Linked DNA regions of Rattus norvegicus: region 1 is linked to region 2. A link is a contact called in public Hi-C data. All regions are on one chromosome and are shown on one strand. Each heading gives the region's core, a stretch centred on a gene start, on an enhancer-like site or on the middle of the called end of the contact. The rest is flanking DNA. Distances are from core to core; before and after follow the strand shown. Region 1 overlaps Cdh13 (cadherin 13). Region 2 overlaps Cdh13 (cadherin 13).

Region 1 (4,769 bases), core at 364-2,863, 120 kb before region 2:
CTTTCTATAAGGCTTACCACACTTGCTTTAACCCAGTGATTCGTAATCATCTTAATACTACAACCCTTTAGTATGGATCCTCATGTTGTGGTGACCCCCAACCATGAAACAATTTTGTTGTTACTTCAGTACTGTAATTTTGCTACTGTAATGAATTGTAGTATAAATACTGATATGCTCTAACCTGCCTCCCTCTATTATTAAATTGCTTGCAAACATCTGACTCCTCCAATGTATGCTGGACCTTCCCACCTTCACCTCTTGTTTTGTCCTTAAGACAGGGTCTAGCCATGCTGCACAGATTTGTCTCAAATTTGACATCCTCCTGCCTCAGCCTCCTGACTCCCAGAATGACAAATGTGCATGATCACACCTATCTTTACTGTTTGCTTTGAAACATTATTAAAATCACTGGCATGTGACTATATACATATATACATATATATATACACATATATATTATACAGTAACTATATATATATATATACTCATATATATGTGCGTGTATATGTATATAAATATTCACATTTTTATTTCTTTGAAATAATTACATTTCTATTTACCTATGTTTGTTTGCAGAAACATCTGCACTCGCCTAGCTCCAAGTTCTTACTGCTTAAAAACCCTTAAAGCTCTAGTTCTATCCTCTCCTGAGGCCTCCTTGTTTAGGTGGATTTGTGATCTACATAATTTCCTCCCCACCACCCCATTTAATTAAACATCTTTCTTCAAAGTATAGAGCTAGTTAGGTTTACCAAACCCTGCCTTGATTTTGTCTGTAGGAAGAAAGCTCTGGAAGGGTGATCAGAGTTGCCAGCATGAGATCCCATGCCCTCAGGCATAACCCATGGCTTCTCTCCCTCTCCTGACTGTAGACCAGGGTGTGATTCTGGTCCACACTTCCCTGCTACTCTGGACATCCCTTGAGCAACCACTGACATCAATGGACCTGGATGTCCCTAATTCAGGTCTGGGCTCAGCTTCACACCCTTCATAAGCACTTGGAATGGACAGCATAATGTGTACCGAGCAGGATTTACGTCCTCTTTCCTCATCTCCATTCCAATTCACAGTCCGTCCTTCCACTGCAACAAAGCACCGTGGTCACCACATGGAGAGGGCGACTCACATTCGACACTGTTTCCCAAGCGTTAACCACATCTCTCCCCTGTTACTCAGAATCCATGTTTCCTCATTTGGAGTCCCCCTTCCCTCTGTAGGATCTAATATATACATATGGAAATGAAAACCAGTTTAAGTTAAAAATAGACCCTCTGGGAGGTCTCCCGAATCAGCTGACATGTGCGGTTCGCAGGGATCTGGATGGCTGACAAATGTTCTGGCTTGGGAGAGGAAAGAAATCAGCTGGTATGGCAGTCGGCCCCTTTGCAGGAATGGCCTGCCAAGATGCCGTTTACCAAGTTGCAAACCAGTAGGGGAATAGCATAGGGGAAGAACGAGCCACCACTCTCTGCTGCCCCAGAAGCAGCTGGCAGAGGGGGACGACCAGATGAACATCTTCTTGCAAGGATGATAGTAACAGTCTATAGTTTCCCAAAATCCTGGAGGCTCGGCCTACTTCAAGTGCGTCATAACTCGCACAGCAGCAAAGCCCAAATGGCGTGATACTATCTGTGGTCCTCACTTGAACTGGATCAGGGTAAATATTTGTACGTCCTACTACTGAAGCAGCAGTCTGTCTCGTGACAGGGTGTTGCTCCACCGCCCGCTGGTAGGATGGTGCAATATTCATCTGAAGTACCCTGTGACCTCTGACTGTTCCAAAACAGATCCTGACTGATTCTCAGGAGGAAACTCTTCTTAAACATTCTTACCCTCTGTCCAGAGACCAAGAAGGGGGGAAGTGCGGGGTCAGGAAAAGAAGTGTATATACCTCAGAACACAAAAGTACCTACACAGAAGCCACAGATGGGAGCTTGGGAAATGGCTCAGACAGGAAAGTGCTATTCCACAGAACCCATGTAAAAAGCTAGGAAAGATTGTTCGTGTTTATAATCCTGTGCTGGGAGGTTAAGGTTGATAGATCTAAGGACCTTCCTGACAACCAGCTTTGCTGAACTCTTTCAGGTCAGTGACAGAGTGGTACTATTTCAACTAATCCACATGCAGATACCCTCTTTTGCCATCCCCCCTACTAAGACCCCACCTCAGGACTCACATGCTATGACTGCGGACTGTTCCCCATGCATGAGAAGTTAGAACTGTGTGCGCATGAAAGGTGGCTGGGTATGAGAGACCACGAACTCAGTCAAGAAAAAGAAAGCTTGAGAACACTTGGGCTGGCAAGTATTTCCCATGCCTTCCCTTCTTGATCTCCAGACAACAGAAGATTTCCATAAAAATGAAGGTGAAAGGGACGGACCAAGGGCGCTAAGCAGTTATTAGGATGTGTGCGAATTTGTTCCATTATGGGATAATAAGATCCTCGGCCTTCTCAGACTATTTAAAGCCATGCTTAATCTTTCCCAATTTGCATCTGGCTGCCTCACTCATTAAGCGTCCCGATCCACGTGGCTCTAATGCCTTCAATTAGGAGGTACTCCCGTAAATCCATATGTTCCTGTATTCCTAAGCCCTTGAAGAAAAGCGGAAACAAAAGAGATTTATGACAGTTGCAGGACCATGTGAATGAAGATACTCAACAGGTTGGAGAGCCAGGCCAGATGGCGACACTTAGACTCTGATGTTCCTAATTAAGCAATCTGCCCACCAGCATGGCCAGCAAGAAGCCTGGCACGACAGGATGGTTGTCTTCATCCCAAGCCACCTAAGACATCTCCATTTCCCTGTGTGCTAACTTCTACAAACGTTTGTGTATGGTGTACAGCCTGCAGTCATAGGATTCGAGCCCTGAAAGGGAGTCTTAGGGACAAAGCACGGTCCCTCATATGTGGGCTCTCTTGCTTGTACTACCAGTCCAACATAATTTCTTCTTCAGAAGTTCAGAATCAAGGCCAACAAGAACACTCAATCTTCTTGGACACCATGTCTAGTTCGGTGATAGGGAATGTCCCAGGTTGGCCCATTCAGTTAGTCATGACATGCTTGCTGGGATGCCTGAGAAAGAAAGGCTCTAGGTGGTTGAGTTAGGAGAAGAAACGGAAGAGGACGCAGTGGCCACCTTGGACACATCTGAGAGAGGAGATTGTAACAGACACTTCAGAAAACAGAGCTGAGGAATAGGGGGCCATATCATGATGCCACGGAACCGCCTACACCCAGGTTCTCTCACAGCCAACTCAAACCTGGACATTTCAATGTGGGAGATGCTAATTGTACTAGTTATTTTGAAACGTCAACTGGACGCAACTTCCAGTCGCCTAAAAAGACAGTCTTTATGGGGAATTATCTAGATCAGATTAACCTCTAGGGACATGTCTGTGGGGAATTATTAACTGTTAATACAGGAAGACTCAGACCATTGTGGGCAGCACTATTCCCTATGCAAGGGGTCCTGAGTAACATGGAAGAGAAAACATTAACTGAGAGCATGAGGAGGCACATTTGCCCTTGACTCTAGAGCGATGTGACTTGCCTCTTGAGGCCCTTGTGTGTCCCTCCTCCAAAAACATGGTCTTGGGATTTTAAGTCAAACAAATCCTTTCTTGTCCTAAGCTGCTTTTTCTCAGGGTGATTGTCGTGGCAACTGAAATGAAATCAGGAACTTTACATGGTTTTGATGGACCTGCATGGAGGTGAGGTACTACTGATTGCAACCAAATAGCCCTCATTAACACGCCTTGGTGCATGAATGGCAGCCAGAGGGCCAAAGAGTCAGGAAGTCAGTGTTTCAACCAGGAAGTTGGCTGCAGATTCCCACTGTCCTTTCTCTCCCTCTCCCTCCCCCTCCCCCTCTCCTTCCCCCTCTCCGCCTCCATCCCCCTCTGGCTCTGCTCCTGCCCTTCTGTTTCCCAATCCCACTGCCAGCGCCCCCCCACCCCCATCGAATCCTGTTCTGATATGCCTTGTCTTAACCGTCCCATCTTTCAGCTTCTGAAATGGCTGGAGGCCAGTCTGAGCCCCACCCCTCTTCCTTCCCATCTGCCTCCTGTTCTGAACCCCCAGAACTCCCACCTCTCGCTCAGCTCTCACACACGGGCCCCCGCTGGAACACCACCTGTACTGACAATTCAAAAGTCTTAGCAATAGATTATGAAGTCTTTGGCCAATTACCGAGTATATCCACAGGAGTGCAAATGCTGAGTTCTATGCTAGCTGTTTGCTTGCCTAATAACTGCCCAGCCTGTTTACCAAAGTGGCTGCAATTTTCTTTCCCATCAACAGCCTAAGGGTTCTGACACCCCTATATTCACATCAGCATTCACCATCCCCCTATTTTCTCCAGGATACAAGGAGGTCCCTTTTAGTTTTGATGTGTACATCCTTGATAACTGGAAACTGAGCATTACTAACAGAATCCTTTCATCTAACACTGCCCAGGGTTTTTGACCAGGAACAATGGCCGCTGTCCATCATAGCAATGCCAAGGGCTTTCTCTAGGGCGCCCTGCTTGGTTCCCAGGTGAGCTTGGAGAGCCGTGGTGACTTCACACAGGTGAACTGAGAGGCCTGTAAGGAGCAAGCAGTACAAATGAGGAAGCCCAAAGGGATGGCAGGGCCGCAGGGAAGCCCCGGCTACCATTGTTTCAGCATTGTTTCTGGAAGCCAATATTTCAGGGCTTACTGTAGACCAGCTGCTATTCAAAGTCCTTCACACAGATTAACAGTTAATCTTCTGAGCGACCTGTT
Region 2 (4,887 bases), core at 2,372-4,871:
AGGGTTCTTTGAGATACAGAATCATTAGTCAGGTCAATTATCAGCTTAGTTAGACTATTAATCTGATAGCCAGAGCAAGGTCATGGAGCTGAGTAAGATTTGCTTGGGCTTCAGACTGTCCCTGCCACTTCAGTATGCTGTTATTTGGGTAGGAAAAATTATTTAGGAATGGGGAAAGAGTTATGTTGGATGGTGTAGTTTGAATATAAAATGTCCCCCATAGGCTCATGGGTGTGAACAGTTGGAGCCTTCCAGGGGTGCTGTTTGGGAAGGTTATGGAACCTTTAGGAGGTAGAGCCTTGGTGGAGGAAAAAGTACATCACTGGGGTGGGGCTTAGGGTTTATTTTCTGGACACACTTGTTCTCTAGCTCTGCTTTCTTGGTGCAAAAACAATGTAATGGGGCAGCTTTCCATTCCCTACCGTCATATGTTCCCTACTGTCATGTGTTCCCTACTGTCATCACCTCTACTCCTCTGGAACTGAAAACCAAAGTAAGCCCTTTCTCCTGCAAGTTATTTTTGTCAGGATATTTTATCACAGTAGCAGGGAAAGAAATTAATACAAAAAGTCTCGGATTCGAGGATACAGTGGGGATAGCCGCATGTCAGTTCCCATGAAACAGGAGGCAGTCCCACACAGAGGTCTGTAGCTGGTGAGAGAACTGTGCCAACTCCTTAGTGTGGGAACTCCCATGACTGGGAGGATAAATGATGAACAAAAGTCCCTCGCTTACAAGGAAGAACTAAAGGAGGGATGATGGGAGCCTCAGAAGTAAAGATGTGGGATGTTGTCCAAGGATGAAAGATTTGGTATATTATTTTGATACGGAATTTGATATTCCCTTTGAATTAAGCTAAAGTAGACCATCTATGAGGAAGAGACTATGGTGAGATCCCAACCTCTTCTTTCCTATCTATCCTAGCTTTCCTATCCTATCCTTCCTCAACCTATCTATGGCTCAGCCTCAGGAGCAGGGAAATGGGATATGTGAGGCCCACGTGTCCTGTTCCTGAAGGATATTACAGTTTCAAGGATTTAATGAGCCAATTTTAAACACCAATTTTAAAAATGAAATTATTGGCACTAATAATTAAATAACCTTAAAGCAGCAAATACCCAAAATATATCACTCTCTAATTATATTCCTATAGTTTCTCTTTGTGCCCATGACATGATCTGTAGATATGGCACAAGTAGAGGAATGGGGTACAATCACATAGCTTGTTCTTGGCGGTGGGAATCCTGGGGATCTAACCCAAGCCCTGTGCCTGGGGCCAAGCACTCGACCGCTGAGCTATATCCCAGCCACACAACCACAGATCTCTCGCAATCTGCCTGCATTCAGCGATGCTTGATTCGCAGCTTGCAATCAACCTTGTGGGGATATTCCCTTTATGGAAACAGGCAAAGACTACAAGCCAATGCTTGAGTGTAAGAAATGCCTGGATTCCCCAGGACTCTACAACATGCCTCTTGTTGATGCTTTCTGCAAGGCCTGGGTGGATTTTTCCCAGGTGGATTTGTTGCTCTGTGATCAACAAGTACTGATTTCTATTGATTTGTGTGTCTGTTTGTTGTTTGTTTGTTTAGGCTTGCTTCAGGAAATGTTGGCAACTTGGGCAACCGAGAGCTGGCAAAGGCACAGGTGTTAACGTCAGAGCTCGCAGCCATTTGGAGTCACATTAGTAGACAGGAGCTGACAAGATGATTTTGTGTTAAGAACACTCCCTGCTCTTGCAGAGGACCAAGGTTCAGTTTCCAGCACCCACATCAGGAACCCCACAGGCCACCTGTTTCTCCAGCTCCAGGAGATGTAATGCCCTGTGCCCTTCCTCAGAAATGTGTATGTATGTGGTGCGTATAAATCCACCTAGGCACACACACATATATTCATAAAAATAAATATTTAGACTGCATCATGGCCTTTTTGAAGACTTGTGTTTGTGTCCAAGCTCTCACACCTAGCAGTTTACAAACAATGTAACTCTACCTCCACATACGCATGTGCGCGTACACACATGCACACATACACACATGCATGCACCCAATTCAAGATAAAATAAATCTTAGAGTTGCAACAGTCATTCAGAAAATGTGCAAGTATCTATTAAAACCAGGCACCAGGAAAAGCTGTTTAGGACCCACAGGATGGTGCAGGAGAATGTTCTAGGTACTTGGAGCCTTGGTAGGTAGGACAGCCAGAGAAGGAGGGTGGCGCCGAAACAGAGGAAGAGGGAAAACTTCCCTTCTGCATCCTGCTTTCTATCTGTCATTGCCAAGGTCTTCGCCCAGGCATTGATAGTCCCAAGAAATCAGTTATTAGCTCTACTACATCCGTACTTATTATTCTATTCATCACACTCACACCTCGGGCCATCCCATTTACATAATGAGAAAGGGAATCTGCTGGAGAAGACGGGTGTGTGTTCAGTGTCACCAGCCTGCCTTGTTAGTTGATACAGTAAATAACACTTGCGTCCCAGGCTGAGGCTCTGGGGGACGATCTGCTAATTTTAGTTATCATCTTGTTTTCCCCAATTTGGTTGTGGAGCTTTTCATACAACTGCTCAGACGAAGAGACGTGGGCATTATTTCATGATGCTCGAGCCACGATGTTGCTGGGAGATGGACGTGACCCATCGGCTCCCCAACTGAGTGGTTCTGGCTGGATCGACTGCTTTCATTGCATTTTGTCCTGAGAGTGTTTTCGAAGACTCACCTGAGGATGGGCTCCAATTTCTCCTCTGCCCAGCAGCCCTGTATACTGCTAGACACTAAAAGCCCAGGCAGAGTGAGCCACAAAATTTGCAGGAATGGATGTAAGATGAAAATGTGGGGTTCCTTGTTCTTAAAGCAGGCTGAGAGTTTCAGCTTCTCCCCTTTCTCAGCTTACTGCGGTGTGTTTATTTACTACATGAAAAGCCAAAGGGCAAATACAGATCCTCTTAGATACCAGGAGCTCTCCCTTGTGGTTCTGTCTGGGCTGAAGCCACCATACCTGACTTAACTTGTGTAAGTCTCACAGCTCTGGTCCATGCTGAGACGCTGGGGTGGATGAGTTGGCTAAGAACCTGTCCCAGGAAAACAGGTCTGCCTGGGATATGAAGCAACAGACTCCAGCTCATTTGTCATTGGCCCAGTTAAACTTCATGTGTAGGACACTCTTAAAATACATTAGGGATTTTAAATCCATGACGGTTGAAACCAAATGCTATAAGTACGGACGTGTCTTGTGTACACAGAGCAACATGCAGGCTTTAATGGTCCATAGCTATGAAGCTACCCTTGACTGTAAACCCTGACCTGTGTTATCTGGCACTGGGACAGTTGACACACACCACAGGACTTTGCGCGTGACAGCATGCACTAAAGCATGCAGGTGTCAGAAATGGGGAAGTAAGTAAAGGAAGAGAGAGGGTGAGAGGGGCAGGGGGTCGGACTGAAGAGAGAACTGCTCCCATGTTTTTGCTGACAGATGCTTGCCCTTCATCCCTGCTAGAGCCGGCAGCTTCTCTGTCTAAATGAAAGCGTATTCAAAGGCAGTTGTTTCAAGTGACCAGTCATAGCATTAAAGGAGCTTGCTAAATATTTACTAACTGCGTGTGCTCAGCTGTAACCCAAATGTGGACTTTAAAGTCTTTGCCTCTGCTTTGGGGAAGAGGAGGCAGTGCCTCTGCTTTGGGGAAGAGGAGGCAGTGTAAGCCGAGCTCTTGATTCTAGATGTTAACAAGCTCCAGGTAGACTGAGGAGAGCATCGTTCATGCTGTTCTGTCCAACATCCGTTGGCTGGAAGTGTTCTGTCCGGTTTTTTTTTTCTTTCTTTCTTTTCGTTATCACAAAAGCAAAAGTACGTCATGTAAAGTCTTCCCGCTCTGCCTGAGACCTTCTTAAGGCAACAGCGAGAGGGAAACCAAGTTCAGCTTTCAAGCAATTCCTGGGCAGCAACTCCAGTTTCCCACTGGGTCATTAGAGTATAACATATAGACTGGAGGTCTTCTAGTCCATAAGAGGAAAATCCGGCGAGTTCCCCAGGAACAAAGAGAACACAATAAAAATGTAAGATAAAATTGGAGTCAGGCAGGAATACACCCTTGGGCCAAGATCTGTGAGGCTGGTTTTCCAAAAACAGATTAAAGAATAGACATCTTTCCTGGATGTCCAGGGAGGTTCTGGTCCTTTAGATCAAGACCTACCTTGTTTACTTAGCAAGAAAGATCTTCTTATTTCTGGCCAGAGAGCTCCTTACCATCTGCTTCCTGATTTATGTCTACCACTGTCCACCAAACACTGATGCCTGGGGGAATTACTCTCCACTTACCCTGTGTAACTCTGGCTTCCAGAACTCACACAAGCCGGTACAGTTAACGTAGGTGCCTCCTTTGAGCACAACACTTCCCCAGACAGTTGGCTGAAGGGGGTAGTTGAGAATTCTCAATCCAAGAATATGCCTTCCATGATGCTTAATTAGGAAGCTGGTTACTTTACTCCCATGTGCCCACCCCTCGACCTACAAAACATTCATTCTTATAGTTACTGGAAAAAAAAAATCTCAGCCAGAAGCTTCTATAGATCTCTCTGTATGTGTCTACTGATAACAGAAATGAGGGGATGGGGGTGATAAAGGAGTGGAGAGGAAGTGTTTTTCTGTCAAGCCTTTGCTTACATATAAAATAATCTAATGTATTAAATGTAATAAAGATGTATTCTATCTGCTGGGTAAGACCTGCACCCTAGACCATCCATGCAGAATGGTCTGGCATGGATCTTGAAGAACAGAGACAGTGGTACTCATCAAGACATCTGGTCTGTACAGGACTCGCAACAGGTTGGCATAGAGACAGAATTGGCTATTGTCATTTTACTTCCTGGAAATTCCCTGGTTTGT

What was found. Hi-C and Micro-C count contacts between places; a contact is called where the count stands out from the background.
Region 1: a Hi-C map of liver shows a contact between it and region 2, with 4 times the contacts expected there. The contact joins two enhancer-like sites. A contact is called at or near these places in 2 of 12 Hi-C or Micro-C datasets (both in liver).

What each region holds. Positions count from the first base shown.
Region 1 is chr19:63,488,660-63,493,428 of GRCr8, reverse strand. The region is part of intron 2 of Cdh13 (cadherin 13); the gene reads right to left. Among named protein-coding and RNA genes, the nearest start is that of Cdh13, 230 kb to the right of the region's middle. Within about 2 kb of position 1,613, at least 6 of the 93 cell types and tissues checked have an H3K27ac peak or open chromatin away from gene starts, as enhancers often do. A contact at or near this core is called in liver, where this site is marked.
Region 2 is chr19:63,368,760-63,373,646 of GRCr8, reverse strand. All of the region lies in intron 1 of Cdh13 (cadherin 13), which reads right to left. Among named protein-coding and RNA genes, the nearest start is that of Cdh13, 110 kb to the right of the region's middle. Within about 2 kb of position 3,621, at least 3 of the 93 cell types and tissues checked have an H3K27ac peak or open chromatin away from gene starts, as enhancers often do. A contact at or near this core is called in liver, where this site is marked.